3 separate regions of the Mus musculus genome follow, and all the other regions are linked to region 1. A link is a contact called in public ChIA-PET and promoter capture Hi-C data. All regions are on one chromosome and are shown on one strand. The core of a region is the stretch at or near the end of the contact, and the rest is flanking DNA. Distances in the headings are between cores, read along the strand shown.

What was found. Promoter capture Hi-C pulls out the DNA fragments that hold promoters and counts their contacts. ChIA-PET counts read pairs in DNA pulled down with a chosen protein or histone mark.
Region 2: a contact with region 1 is called in an RNA polymerase II ChIA-PET map of memory CD8 T cells, with 176 read pairs. The contact joins the enhancer-like site here to the promoter of Hacd3 in region 1. A contact is called at or near these places in 2 of 39 promoter capture datasets (fetal liver and pre-B cells), 2 of 484 Hi-C or Micro-C datasets (CD4 T cells and liver), 7 of 115 datasets of contacts at active chromatin or transcription factors (the 230-238 cell line, the HPC-7 cell line, effector CD8 T cells and 3 more) and 1 of 9 other capture datasets (adipose tissue).
Region 3: a contact with region 1 is called in a promoter capture Hi-C map of embryonic stem cells, with 5 times the contacts expected there. The contact joins the enhancer-like site here to the promoter of Hacd3 in region 1. A contact is called at or near these places in 8 of 39 promoter capture datasets (embryonic stem cells, neural stem cells, pre-B cells and 1 more), 1 of 15 datasets of contacts at CTCF or cohesin (embryonic stem cells), 12 of 484 Hi-C or Micro-C datasets (embryonic stem cells, epiblasts, extraembryonic endoderm stem cells and 3 more), 12 of 115 datasets of contacts at active chromatin or transcription factors (astrocytes, embryonic limb bud, embryonic stem cells and 4 more) and 2 of 9 other capture datasets (adipose tissue and embryonic stem cells).

The regions. Positions count from the first base shown.
Region 1 is chr9:65,019,131-65,023,885 of GRCm38.p6, forward strand. Hacd3 (3-hydroxyacyl-CoA dehydratase 3) reads right to left here and starts at 2,587. Exons shown (of 11, transcript NM_021345.2): 1 at 2,327-2,587. The coding sequence starts at 2,413.
Region 2 is chr9:64,786,645-64,791,399 of GRCm38.p6, forward strand. No RefSeq gene overlaps it. Among named protein-coding and RNA genes, the nearest start is that of Gm36365, 18 kb to the left of the region's middle. Within about 2 kb of position 2,822, at least 140 of the 459 cell types and tissues checked have an H3K27ac peak or open chromatin away from gene starts, as enhancers often do. A contact at or near this core is called in the 230-238 cell line, the HPC-7 cell line, adipose tissue and 6 more, where this site is marked.
Region 3 is chr9:65,176,334-65,181,088 of GRCm38.p6, forward strand. Igdcc3 (immunoglobulin superfamily, DCC subclass, member 3) reads left to right here. Exons shown (of 14, transcript NM_001357257.1): 3 at 1,062-1,206; 4 at 1,533-1,663; 5 at 2,043-2,180; 6 at 3,708-3,866. Among named protein-coding and RNA genes, the nearest start is that of Gm40527, 15 kb to the right of the region's middle. Within about 2 kb of position 2,133, at least 94 of the 459 cell types and tissues checked have an H3K27ac peak or open chromatin away from gene starts, as enhancers often do. A contact at or near this core is called in adipose tissue, astrocytes, embryonic stem cells and 5 more, where this site is marked.

The sequences.
Region 1 (4,755 bases), core at 1,337-3,836:
ATTGTGCATCTTGTCCTGGAAGGAGGCAGAATTGATCACCCCCCACAATGCTATGGAGTTTTCAACCCTTTGAAATTCATATAGCAGCTGTAGGATACACTGGAAGATACAAAAGAGTATTGGAAAGCTGCCCAAGAGCCCAGAACCTACCTTAGGGACCAACGAGAGTGAGTACTCCTTAAGTGGTTTGTACTAAGCAAATGGATTGCTTCATCTTGAGCCGACCCTGAGCTACAAGTGGTTTCAACAGAACCCTAGTAGATTAATCAAGAAAGCAAAGAGAGGCAGCTCGTGTATTCACTAAAAGCACAGCTGGAACAGTTTATTGACCATTCTCTTATTGGCCATTACTATCTCATAGAACAACAGCTCAGAAAAGATTATTCTGAAAACAGAATGAGGCCAAGCCTAATGCACAAGTGTGTATAAAAACAAACACCTAGTCATACTGCCACCAAAGATATACCAGACACCCTCTCTCCCTTGACCAAAGTAAACACTATTTCTCCAAAACAGTTTAATCTTGTGTCTCTCTCCTTACAGTTTTTCAGAACAGTTTTATCAACAGCAGTGAGCCCCCTCCTCCATTTGGTCTCTCACAAACACCAATGCTCAAATCCTATAATCAGTTTTAACACACTCTTAACAGACACTGACACACACGGCAAAGAGTAGTTACAGTAAGCTTCGTTTTAGCTACAGGTGGGCTCTCTGGTAAGTTCTCCCAGTAAAAGGCAGACAAGAAGCCTTCTCATCTCTGGAAGTCATTTCCAACTCAACAAAAGAGAGGCAAAGAATACACCAAACCCCAGCTTTACCAACAGACATGTTCATGAACAACCTTTTTTGTTTGTATGTGATATGCTTCCTTTTGGACAGAATGCCCTGGAAAAGGTGCCTGGGCCTGGGAAAGTGGAGCTCGTCTGACTCATCTCTGTAAATCTGTGGTGTGGTATACATGGTGTTGACATGTTCTTTTAAAACTAACGCCTCAGACTAGCAGACGTGAAGCCCCAGAAAGATAAAGCCTCCATAGGGGTGAGGGACTCGTTCTTCCCAAAATTTCTTAAAAAGGACTTTTCTCTCCAAAAGAAATGTTCTCCTTTCTTCTCCACCTTCACAGTGTTCACTGTTAACGTGTTTCAAACTCGAATCTCTGGGCATGGTGGTGCACACTTGGAATCCCAGCACTCAGGAGGCAGAGGCTGGCAGATCTCTGTGAGTTCCAGGCCAGCCTTGGTCTACATAGTAAGTTCCAGGCCAGCCATAACTATATAGCATGACTGTCTCCAAAATACAAAAATAAAAATTAAAAACAAAAACTTTTTTTTCTATTTTAGCAAAGAATCTTGTAGCAGAGTAGAGAACAATAGCACAGAGAATTATTCATCCTATTCTAGAGTAGCATTTATTCGGGTTTGCTTACACCTTAAATGAAATTTACTGCTTACTCAAAGACATTCTGGCCAGTATTAGCTTCATCGTTCACAAGGGGAAATTATTTACATTCCAGAAGCAAAGATTAGACTCAAGTGGACATGGGCACCTAGACCCTGCAAGAAAATAGACCAGATGAATTGATGAATTCAGACAGGTATCTAACTGCGAGCAAGAAACAGTTCAGAGGAATGAAGATTACAATACCATGGATGTCAAGGAGACTAGGGAAAGAACATTCCAGACCAAAACCACTCGCTTCACACAGAATACTGGATGGTCTGGTTAGAGACATGGGAAGTTCCCAGGGATTTGATTTGCTCACATTAATAGGTAAACGTGGTGAAATGAATACTTAATGTCACACGATAATTTCTTTACGCAACTTGCTAAGGCTGAGCTCGCAGCCTTAAAGAGAGGATGGAAATCATTTCCTTGGTGAGCGGAGGTGTGGTGTAGATTTCTATCACTGAACGGTTGGGGGGTTGCCCCCCGCCCAGCCCAGCGACGGGCCTTGAGAAGGTCAATGGGCCGCCCGGACTAAACCTCAGAGGCCAGCGCTGACGTCCTGCTACCGCACAACAGGCCACTGTCAAGCCGCACTTTAGACCCACGGAGCTCATCCCACAATTCAGAGGGCCTTAGGCAACCCGAAGGCCAGCCGCCGGCTTCCAGGACTCTGCTGAGGCTCCCCAGGGCGCCTACCAGGAACAAAGGGGATACCGGGGCCAAGCGCAGAACGCCGGACGGCACCTGCAGCCCCTAAGGGAGACCGGGGCGCTCCACTCGCGGTTCCTGCTGGCGCACTGCAGGAGCGCAAACGCACAGGGCGGCCGACGGGGACCGGGGGGCCCCCGATCCTGCGCGCAGCCCGCAGCCCGGCCTTTACCTGCACGTCACTCAGCTCCACGCGCAGATACAGCTCGCGGTGTCGCTGAGCCCAGTAGACATGCGGCGTCAGCACTTGAGTCTCCATGGCCCACGCTGTCCGGGGGAGCGGGGAGGCTCGGCTTGCTGCGCCTCGTTACCTCGGCCTGTGAGCCGCTGGAGCTAGCAGAACGCAGGCCTCAGACCCGCACGCTCCGCAGCCCGCAGCCCGGCTGTCTCGAGATAACCCACGCTCGCGGCTCGCGCTTGCGCAGTGAGGACCGGGGCGGGAGGGCGGGGCGAACCCAGCGAGGGAGAGGACGGGGCGGGACGTGGGAGAGGCTAGCGGCTGCGCCACGTGATCAGCGGCTCAGTGGCCTTCGGATCAGAGGCTTTTGAGCTCCTCGCTTACCTCCTGTGGCGCTTCAGAGAGGTCCTTGCACAAGAACATGAAAGTGAGAGGCTCTAATCTACAAAGAAAGGGCGGATTGGCGGCGTATGAAGAGGCTTGTGTGCAAGGATCCCTTCCAAGTTTTTTTGTATGATCGCAGCGTTTAGTGAGAACCCACTTCCTCCCTGGGCTTCAAGGCCACACACAGAAAGACAGATGAGCCATTCAAGACATACATTGGTGTTGCTTTTTTTTTTTCTTCCTTCCTTCCTTTCTTTCTTCTTTCTGTCTGTCTTACTATGTAGCTCTAGGTGACCTGAAATTCACTTGGTAGACCAGATCCAGGGACCTGTCGTCTGCTTTTGCCTCCCTTGTGATTTAAAGGTGTGCAACACCTCCCCTGGCCTCAGGCTTCCTGTTTTAAGAGAGATGGTTTCCATTCACTGCCCAACAAACAGAACAGCCCATTCGTTATAGCTATCTACATGAACTAATAAGCAAACAAACAAATCAGTTCCTTGGCATCCCTAGCCCCGTCCTGAGCATTTGAGGACCTGGATGCTGCAGACAGGCACTCTACTATAACCTCAGCTCCTTGTAGTGTCATCATCTGTTTCTAAGTTTTTCTGTAAAGGAGCACAGCTATTATGGGCCCATTTCCAGGGAAATCAATAAGGAGACAGAGACAGAGAGACAGAGATTAGTAAGAGGACTAGAGGACTAGAGGACTATAGCCTAGTCGGTAGTGGGTTTGATCCCCAATAGCACATAAATCAGGACTAGTGGTGAACACCTGTAATCTCAGCACTTGAGATGTTCAGAAGTGCAAAGTCATCCTTAGTTACGTACTGAGTTCAAGGCCAACCTGAACAAACAAAGGAAAGGGAAATAAAGTAGAGTTTATCATCCAGGCTAAAAAGTACACGGTGGTGGGGCAGGGTGAGGGAGACTAGAAGGCAAGGCCAGGGGCAGGGGGATGGGAATAAGGCTTTTATGATGATGTCAGTCAAATGAAAAAGAAACCACACTGTCCTCTCTAGAGACTGCCCCCCCCCCTCCTAGCCCTGTTTGGCTCAGGGCCATGTCTCCCTTCTCAGAGATCAGTCATTACTCCTGCAGAAAGCTTTCATTTGGTCCTTGACACTGATAAAGGCTATTGCCAGGACGTACGCCTAGTTTCTGCTGTTGGCAAGAGATCCTGCTTGGCTCTGATGTTCACCTTTTTACAGACTCTTCTGATGCTTGAAGGACTTAGAGGAGGAGCTGCTGTAGATGGGGATGTAGATTATTTGGTAGAGCACTTGTCCAGCACACACAAAGCCTTGGGTTGGATTCCCAGAACCACCAGGCCACGTATACCAATGGTCCACGTATGTAATCCTAGCACTTGGAAGATGGAGGCTAGAGGATCAAGCGCTCAAGGTCACCTGGCCTGGGATGCACGAAGCCATGTATGAAGCAAAAAAGAGAGGGTGAAGGGAGTTGCTGAATTCAGCAATTTGGATCCTCACCTATGCACAAAACATCTAACCAGTTATCTATAACCAAAACCAAGTTTGTCTGTCTAAGCCACAAAGGGAGAAACACTGACTGAATAAACCCAGGCATCTAGTGGGCAACAATCAGATCGTATACCTATAACCTCCTAAGTATGCCAGAAAGGTCAATAACTGCTCCCAACCTTTACCAGAAAGATCAGCTCATCAGTTACAGTTTAAAGGAAATCACACAGTTGTCCCCACCTGAGTTGACACCATCCTTCCATTACCTGCCTTACATGTTGGCTGTGGCCTTTTCCCCATATTTTCTCCTTCCCATCTGATAACTCTAGTTCTCTTAGCTGTTGATGTGATTGCCAAACACAGACACTTGGCAAATATTTGTGTGTAAATAGTGCATCAAGAGTGGGCGTAAAACACAGAGTAAAATTCATGCATTCATTTGCACGGCCTAAGACATTGCTGTAAGTATATGCATGAGAACAATCAGTATGGGGAGAGGGGGAAACTGAGTGCCCAGTGGACTAGGGTGGGAGAAGACATTTCACCATATTCCTTTTT
Region 2 (4,755 bases), core at 1,572-4,071, 230 kb before region 1:
GCCTCTGCCTCCTGAGTTCTGGGATTAAAGGCACTGGCCAGCCTTTCACTCTACCCCAGGTTGACCTGAAACTCCTATATATAGCAAAGGCAAGTCATAACCCTACAACTCTCTGTCTCCACCATGCCCACTGCTGCTACCTGCTCCTCCTCCTCTTCCTTCATCTTTCCCTCCTCTTCTTCTTCCTCCCTCTTTTCCTCTTCCTCCTCCTCTATTCTTCTTTATACTTAATCTTAGCCAAAAGGCTGAGAAAATTTTGTGTGTGTGTGCACTCATGATTCTGTGTAAGTGATTGTGTGTTTGCATGTATATGGGCACAGGTATGGTTTTTTTGTATTGTATTGTTTTGTTTTGTTGCTGTTGTTTTTTGGTTGGGGTTTTTTTTTCCTGTCTTTTTTTTAGATAGGGCTTTTTACCTATCCTGAAACTCACCAACTAGGCTAAGTTAGTTGGCAAACTAGCCCTAGAAACCCAACTTTCTCTGACTCTCCAGTGCTGTAATTATAAGCACGTACCACCACATCAGGCTAAGGTGCTCAAACTCAAGTCCTCTGGCTTATAAGGTAAACACTTTATCAATTGAGCAATCTTCCCACTGTTGTTGTTGTTGTTGTTGTTGTTGTTGTTGTTGTTGTTGTTCTTCTTCTTCTTCTTCTTCTTCTTCTTCTTCTTCTTCTTCTCCTCCTCCTCCTCCTCCTCCTCCTCCTCCTCCTCCTCCTCCTCCTCCTCCTCGTCCTCCTCCTCCTTCTTTTGAGACAGGGTTTCTCTATGTATTCTCGGCTGTCCTAGAACTCACTCTGTAGACCAGGCTGCCCTCAAATTCAGAGATCTGCCTACCTCTGCCTATCAAGTGCTAGGATTAAGGGCATGCATCACTGCTGCCTGGCCATTTTTGCTTTTTAAAATAATTGCAATATAACTTTTGTATGGTAAAGTGCACCAATCTTCAGTCTCCACCATTCAGATCTAAATATCGAATATTCCCTAAGGCGCTCTATCCTGGTTGTGGATCAGCACCTTCCAAGGCTAACTCCATTTGACATCTAAAACCACAAATTAGTTTTGCTTGGTTTTGAACTCCATTCTAGCAGCATCAGGCAGCATGTAATATTCTTCATCTGTCTTCTTCTACTCAATGTTGTGCTTGGGGGGTGGTTAACTGTACTTTTAAAAAGCCAGCTCACCTTCTGATTCATGTCCTCAGGGAGTCTCTCAAAATCAGGTTCAAAATACACCAGCTGTACATGGGATGTGTGGTCTTTTATAAAAGCAGTTTAAGAAAAGAACTTTTTCCTCATCACTAGACTCAAATAACATGTGTGCTCCTGGCCAGCTCCTTCTGCTCTCGCACCACCAGTTTTTCTCCTCATCTCTGCTTCTAAATGGGCTCTGATCTCTCCAGGTATTCTTTTTTCCCTCTCTCTCTGTTAGTGGCTAAATAGCCTGAGTAGTTTCCCCCCACTTATTATATCCAGCATTCCTCACCAGAGCTCTACAATCATCCATATAAAAGCTGGAAATGGCCCCAAGCTATCATCCAAGAAGCCTTCTGTCATGAGCAAGAAAAGCATTCCTATGCCCTATTTTCAGATTCAGCAGACGTTTGCCGAGCGCAAATAAGCGTTCACGTGTTTTGCCAGGTATTATGGAAGATGACAGAAATAAAACAGACCCTTGCGGCTTCTATGTTCCTGTACTTCCAGTCCAGCAAAGAAGCCAGGTTGCACAGATAGCTACATGAGAGAGCATGCCATAGCATGCAAACTGGAGGGGCCTGAGGAAAGCAGGTTGATGGAGTGGGAAGGGGCGCACACATGAGAGGATAGAGGGCGAGCAGAATCAGTATGCATTATATACATGATGAAATTATCAAGGAATACATTTAATTTAAAAAAAGAATTAAGGGGGCTGGAGAGATGACTCAACAATTAAGAGTTTGCTGCTTTTCCAGAGGGCTTGAGTTTAGAGCCCTGCATCTGTGTCGGGAAGCTTACACCTGCTTATAGCTTCAGCTACAGGGGACTCAATGTCTTCTTCTGGCTTCCGCAGACATCCAAAGATGTATAAGCGCTCGCCCGCCCACCCACCCACACAAACAAATACATAAATAAAATAAATGTGTGAATTTTTCTTTAATGTGGCAGGAGAGATGGCTCAGAGGTTAAGAGCAATGGCTGCTCTTGTGGAGAACTTGGATTCTGAATTCCCAGCAACCATGAGCCTGCTCATCAATTCCTGAATGTTCAGTTCCAGGGGACCCAATGCCTTCTCCTGCCCTCTTCAAGCTGCTCCATGCACTCATTACACAAGAATTCACACAAGTGGATGTGCACACACACACACACACACACACACACACACACACACGAAAATAAGCAATTTCTAATTGGCTAACCACTGAACATTCTCTCCGAGTCCCTAGGATTTTTTTTTTAAATTTAATCTTCTTGATTGTTGCTAGTGGGAGGTACAGTATGAATTTCCAGCCTGCCATATGCCAGGAACAGAACTCTCAAAACTCAACTTGACATATATGACAATATATAGAAATGTAAGTTTATAAATAAATACATGTAAATTATAAATCTGATGTCCTATCCTGTTTGAATGATAATTACATTTTTCTTTCTGCTACCAAAGCTTTAAATGGGACAAAAGTGATTGAATTAGAGAGAGCCCATGGTACCAAAACTGAACTAGCTCCTGATGAAAGACATTAACGTGCTAAAATGCCAATAGGTTCACGTGGTTATACCAAAGCAACCCAAAGACCGACTAGTGACCACAGTGTTTAAAATATTTCTCAGAAGATGACTACATGGAAACAGAATAACACGTCAGTCGGATGGAAAGAGCTACGTTTCCATAGTTACGTTAAAACATAACAAGCACGAAGGGGAAACGTCTTTTGGTGGTTGATAAGCAAAAGGGAAGTGAGTCTTGTGCTAAAGTGTTACCAAGTTGTTTTTTTTTTTTTAAGAAAATTTCATTGCATTTATGTATTTTTGTGCGTTTATGATGGGTTTCACAGCGTGTATGTGTGTGGGATGTGGGGTGGGGAGACAGGGACGGCACTCAGAGGATAGCTTTTCAGGAGTCCGTTATTTCCTTCCTTTATGTGGGTTTCAGGATGCAGCTCAGGTTCTCAGGCTAGGCAGTGAGTATCTTTACTCACTGAGCTATCTCACTGGCCAAAGGTGTGTTTGTTTGTTTGTTTGTTTGATTTCTTTATTTTTTATTGGTTATTTTATTTATCTACTTTTCAAACGTTAGCCCCTTTCCGGGTTTCCACTCTGAAAGTCCCCCATCCCACCCCAGCCCCCGCCTCCTCGAGGGTGCTCTCCCCCGCCCCCAACATTCCCCCCACCCACTCCCTCCTGCCCCACTACCCTAGCATTTCCCTACACTAGGGCATCAAGCCTTCAGGACCAAGGCCCTCCCCTCCCATCGATGCCCGACAAGGCCAAACATCAGATCAAGAGGGAACGTTTAAGATCTCCCGTCATCCTGCCATCCTTGCTCAAATCTAAGAGCATTTGTGGACAAACCACACATATAGTGACCGCTAAGACTTGATGTTTCTGTCATGTAAAAAAACAGTGCAGACACCTGTTATTTGTGGTTTAATTCTGTTATTTGTAGCTTTTATATGGAAACAAATTCAGTGAAATTCAAGCAAGGGAAGGAGAGTTACTCTTAGCCCCATATTATATTATACCTGTTCCTAACTTGAAAAAAAATTATAATCATATCAAATTAGGCCTGCAGACCTGTCCAATCATGTTTTCAGGCATTAGGTATCCAGGAAGTGTTTGTTAAAGCAATTGCTTAATGGACAATATACAGTCTATTATTTTAAAGAAAGTATAGTGGTGATAAGAATATTGCCTTGAGGAGAGATGGCTCAGCGGGTAAGGGCACTGACTGCTCTTCCAAAGGTCCTGAGTTCAAATCCCAGCAACCACATGGTGGCTCACAAACATCCGTAATGAGATCTGACTCCCTCTTCTGGGGTGTCTGAAGACAACTACAGTGTACTTACATATAATAAGTAAATAAATCTTTGAAAAAAAAAAAGAATATTGCCTTGAGTAGTGTGGGGAAAACATGAACTAAGGAGGCCGGCTGGAGCTCGGTGCCTATTCTCGGACTCTCTCCTGCTGTGGACTTGGGTAATCTGTAACTACTCTGGAACCCAGTTTCCTCATCACTTGCTCTATTTTTGGGTCAAACTGCACGGACGCTGCCTGTGCATGCTGCATGATTTCCCAACTCACTCTCCTTGTCTTTATAGTTACTTCTCTAACATGATCTTCCAGCCTGGCTGGTAGCTCATCTAGTAAGTGCTTGTCTAGCTAGCATAAAGCCCTGGCCATGTCTCAAACGAAAAGGACGTTTTCAATTTTCTAATATATAGCAGCAGATTTTTTTTAAAAGCCATCATTTATATGCATACATCACATTTAGCTCCATTTTAATGTGCCATACTTCTGTGTGCCTTATATCTGCCAAACAGATGAAGATCAACAGAGGTGACTGAACTTGCATGAGTCCCTGAATCTTTCTTTCCCTTTCCATCAAGCCATTTTGCCATCCCAGAGCTAACTTTAGCAAGAGCTATTGTATGAAGTGCAGTGTAATTAAGAGAAGCTGGTTTGGAGCTTTTTGTTGTTGCTCTCTTCTAAGACTTCTAATTCAGAGTTGCATGGGATGCCTGGGTTTTGGAACCAAGCCAGTGCCTGGAGAATAATCTGA
Region 3 (4,755 bases), core at 883-3,382, 160 kb after region 1:
CAGATGGTGTACCGCCTTCCTGCACTTGAAGCAAAGTGGATTTTAATGAAATCTCAGTCCCAACGCTGAAGCTGGGAACTCACACAGGAGGGGCTCTCCCCCACCCCCCCAGGTCTGCAGTGTGGGCCCGAGCCAGGGTGGGAACAGGGTGGGAAGAACACTTAACCAGCTGGGGGTACAAGGGGGCACCATAGCCCCCTCTGCAGATCAGAGTTTAAGTGTGAGTCTGATTCCCCCCTCCCAAGGTGGGGAGGGGGGCCTTGAATATTTATGACACATTGAAATGTAGATTGGAAGGTTTGATAGTCTTCTGAGAGGGCCTGTCACCTTGCATGGATACACTACCCTCTTGGGGCGCTTGTGGAAACTGCAGAAACTGTACGGGCAAGGAAGGAAAGAAAGGGTAAAAGGCCACTTGCCAAGGAGAGTCTGGCAGAACTACTATTGATGACCCTACTAGGTAATGGTGGATAAACCAGCATGCTCTCTGGGCCTCGGTTTCCACTTCTGTAGAATGGGACTCATACTGCTCAGGTCACAGCAGATAAACATATACCAGCCAACGTGGGAACAGTGCCTGCCTGTGTCTAGGTGGCCTCCATGAGTGAGGTTTGAGAGAGCCTTCCCTCCTATGGGACCTCCCACAGCCTGCACATACCCTGTTAGAGCTTCTTCTTCCTGGAGTTGGTCTGCCAGGCTTGTCAGCCCTACAGCCAAGGGAAGCCATGAATTCAGTCTGATACAATGTTGTAAATGTATTTAAAACATTATGGGTTTTTTCGTTGCGTTTTTGGCCTCCTTTTGGTAAGTCCTATCTATCTCACTTAGGAGCTTTGTAGTGACCACGTCTTATCTCAGTGTCTTCTATCCAGGTATCTTAATGATTATGTCACCTCGGGTTGGAGTGTGCCCACGCGTGATGGGGAGGGCTGAAGGAAGAGCTGCTATGTCCCCTAAGCTACTGTCCTGCCTCAAGAAGACACTGCTCCTCAGAGGGTGACCCCTCAGTTCTCTCCATCTGCACCTCCACTTTATCCATCTCCCCTTTTCTGTCTCCCCAGCTATGTCCGACTTCCACGTACACCCCCAGGCCGTCACGGGTGAGGAGGGTGGTGTGGCCCGCTTCCAGTGCCAAATCCATGGGCTTCCCAAGCCCCTGATCACATGGGAGAAGAACAGAGTTCCCATTGACACGGACGATGAGAGGTGAGCCTCTTGTGGGAAGGACAGGGGATAACTGGGAAGCTGACTTGGGATAGACTACAGGCTGGGACAGTGCTATTATGTAAGCTGCAGTCAGAATCATGGGTCCGAGTGGCTTACTAGGCCCAGATTCTAGGCTCATGAGATTGTGTAAGAGTATTGTGTGTGTTGTTATCAAGACTAGGAGGGTATGTTCTCCTGGGAGGGTCTCAGTAATCATCTGTGATCACAGCAATAAGGTTGGGTTAGTGCCCATGTCTCCATTTATATCCCCATGGCTTGAGGTTGCAACAGCTGTGCTGATAGTCAACAATGCCCTCCCCTCACAGGTACACACTACTGCCCAAGGGAGTCCTGCAGATAACAGGACTTCGGGCTGAGGACAGCGGCATCTTCCACTGTGTGGCCTCAAACATTGCTAGTGTGCGGGTCAGCCACGGGGCCAGGCTCACTGTGTCAGGTGAGCTCCTTTGGCCTGCCAGGTTCTCTCAGCCACCCCAGTTGGTCTACTCCCAGACACACCTAGTTCCCCAGTGAGACCACGTGTATACAGAGGTCCTTTGAGCATAAGCCCACAAGCCAAAGGCGCCTGAGACTGGTTGCCAGTCCGCTCTTTCTGGGAAGCATGTCTTCCCTGAGCTCTCCCAAGTCTAGAGGTCTGGCTGGGAGAGGAAGGACGATTGTCAGGACCCGCAGGTTCCCCAACATCTCTCTCCTTGTTTTTCAGGACTTGGTTGGGGGTTGGTGCGTACCCTGGGTCATGATGGGGCGGGCTGGCGAGAGTGAGGGAGTGAAAAAGCTTCCAACTGAAATAAGGAAATGTGGGTTTCTCCTCCCAGGCTCGGGCTCAGGGACCTACAAGGAGCCCACCATTCTTGTGGGGCCTGAGAACCTCACCCTGACAGTGCACCAGACTGCGGTGCTGGAGTGTGTCGCCACGGGCAACCCGCGCCCCATTGTGTCCTGGAGCCGCTTGGGTGAGCCTTATCCATAGTCCCTGCTCTCTGGCCAGCCTGCCCCCCGAGAGGGCTGGTCTCACGGTCTCATCACCCAGCTCTGGGGGGCTTTACATTGTATTTGTTTTCAGCAAGGGTCAATCCGATCCCCTCCCTGTGGCCTGGGGAGGGGTTGAGTTTCTCTGGAGGTCAGCCTGCTGCTACATTCTCTCTCTCCCTGCGGGGCTGGCTTAGTTCCCTGGGTTACCGAGTACAAGCTGTCCTGTCTCTCTAGCCCCTAGAACTCTCGGCAGCACCCAGTGCCTCCCGCCCCACCCTCTGTGCCTGGTCACACCCCCGCTATGCAATCCTCAGCCTTCAAAATCTCAGCAAGCAACCCACTCTGGCTCTGCCCTGGCCCGTCCCCCCTCCCCTCCTGCCGCGCTTGCCTGCTCCCAAGTCTGCCCAGCCGGAATCCCCAGGCAGCTGAAGAAAGCAGTGAAAGGGTGCAGATGGGCCACTAGTCTGAGCCGAAAGGTCACTGGGGGAAGGAGCCTCTAGAGGGGGTGGGGTGGGGTCACATTCACAGGGAGACTGTGCCGCACTAGCAGCTGAGTGATGGGGGAAGGAGGGGCCGTGTGGGATAATGGAGTAGATTTCACCACTTCAGGGCCTGAATGGGGAGCTGTCTCCTTGTGTTCTGGCTGTGCTAATCTGATCCCTGGGGTGGGGGGAGGGCCTGGGTCCCAGGGAGAGGCTGGAAAGAGCAGGCTACCATCCGGAGCCACTAGGCACTTCAGGGGCCATCTGCTCCCTCGTTTCCCAAGCTATGGCCTAGCAGGAGAGAAAAAATGGCTCAGGGGTCTAATTCGTGTGGGGAACAAAGTTAACCAAGGCCCTTCCTCCCAGAGCCTTTATATTCCTGGGCATGTCTCAGCATCCTAGATAGAACAGATATCAAGCCGCAGAATTTAACAACGGCTGATCAAATTCAGATCCTCTGTGGAATTTAAGGTAGTGATTCTCAACCTTCCTGATGTTGTGACGCTTCAATGCTGTTCCTCATGTTGTGGTGACCCCCCAATTATAAAATTATTTCGTTGCTACTTCATAACTGTAGTTTTGCTACTATTAGGAACCATGGTGTAAATATCCATGTTTTCTAGAGGTCTTGGGCAACTCCTGTGACAAGGTTGTTAGACTCCCAAAAGGGTCACAACCCATAGGTTGAGAACTGGGCTAGAAGGTCTGTAATCCCAGCACCTAGGAGTCTAGGATCTAGGAGAAGGATCTCACCCCAGGCTATGCAGTGAGATGCTGTCTAAAACCCAAAGCAAACAACAGCAAAACCAGCTAGCAGTCATCATGTTTGAATCAGGACGCTGGCCCCCTGCTGCTGGCCTCCAGGGCTCCACATTTCCCAGACACTTTTGGAGATCTGGAGAGGGGTGGTGTCAAAGCCATAGGTCGGAGCTTTCTGAAAGACTGGTAGAGGGGTGAGCATTCTGGAATATTCTTATCCTTCCTATCTTCCTGACCCAGCTCATTCCCCCTCCACTTCCTTTGCAGATGGCCGCCCCATTGGGGTGGAGGGCATCCAGGTGCTGGGCACAGGAAACCTTATCATCTCAGATGTGACTGTCCAGCATTCAGGTGTCTATGTCTGTGCAGCCAACAGGCCTGGCACCCGGGTGAGAAGGACGGCCCAGGGTCGGCTGGTGGTACAAGGTATGGAGCAGCCAAACCCTTCCTGATCCTCCTCAGCATCTCTGCTGTGTGCCAGAGACCAGAACCTTCTCTCACTCCAGCCCTAGCCCCGCCCTAGCCCCGCCCCTCACCTCTGATAGGTCTCTGGCCAGGTCAAAGCCAGCAGGACTCCCCCCAGAATATGAGTATTAGCACCAGAGGGCTGTGGAGTTCTCAGACTTGCCGCCCATGATCTCAGCGGGTCATTCCCAGGGCTCACACATGTTCCTTCCTGTGGAGCCGTTTCATTCACACGTGTGCCACTTCCACGCTCACGCCCGCCTGCTGTGCGCTCCACTGTACCTGTCATCTCCCTCTTACATGGCAGCCCCCACCTTGCTCGCAGCAGCCAGCCTCAATTTCCATTCCCAGGGCTCCACCCCATCCCTGGAGCTGTCTCCTCTTGTGGCCCGGAATGGAGATGGGAGGTTTGGGGGGTGGGGGTGGGGGGAAGATCGGGAACCTAAATACTGTTTGTTTAGCATGCTATGTGCCGTTAATCTGCCCACATGAAAGTGATGGAGTATTTCATTCTTGAGTGTTAATAGAGGCTTGAGCAAGCCGGGGATTGGAGGGAAGTGGAATTAGGTGGCGGGGGCAGGGGGGGGGGCTCATCCATCTCCTGTCATTACAGCCTTGGAGGTGCAGCCAGCCCTATTAGCACATTTATTTATTTAACAATTTCCTGAGCACGGAGCTCAGCTTGATTGCTTTCGGATACAGATGTCAGTCTTTTGAATAGTCCTTAAGATGGAGTCCTTTTCCTAGATGCTGGGGTGAAGGAAGAAGACATAGAGCCTCTACTGGCTTCCTGGGAGTAGTCGCCCACCTCCCCTTCCCCTTCCTACCCCTCATGGCTGTCCCTGCTCCT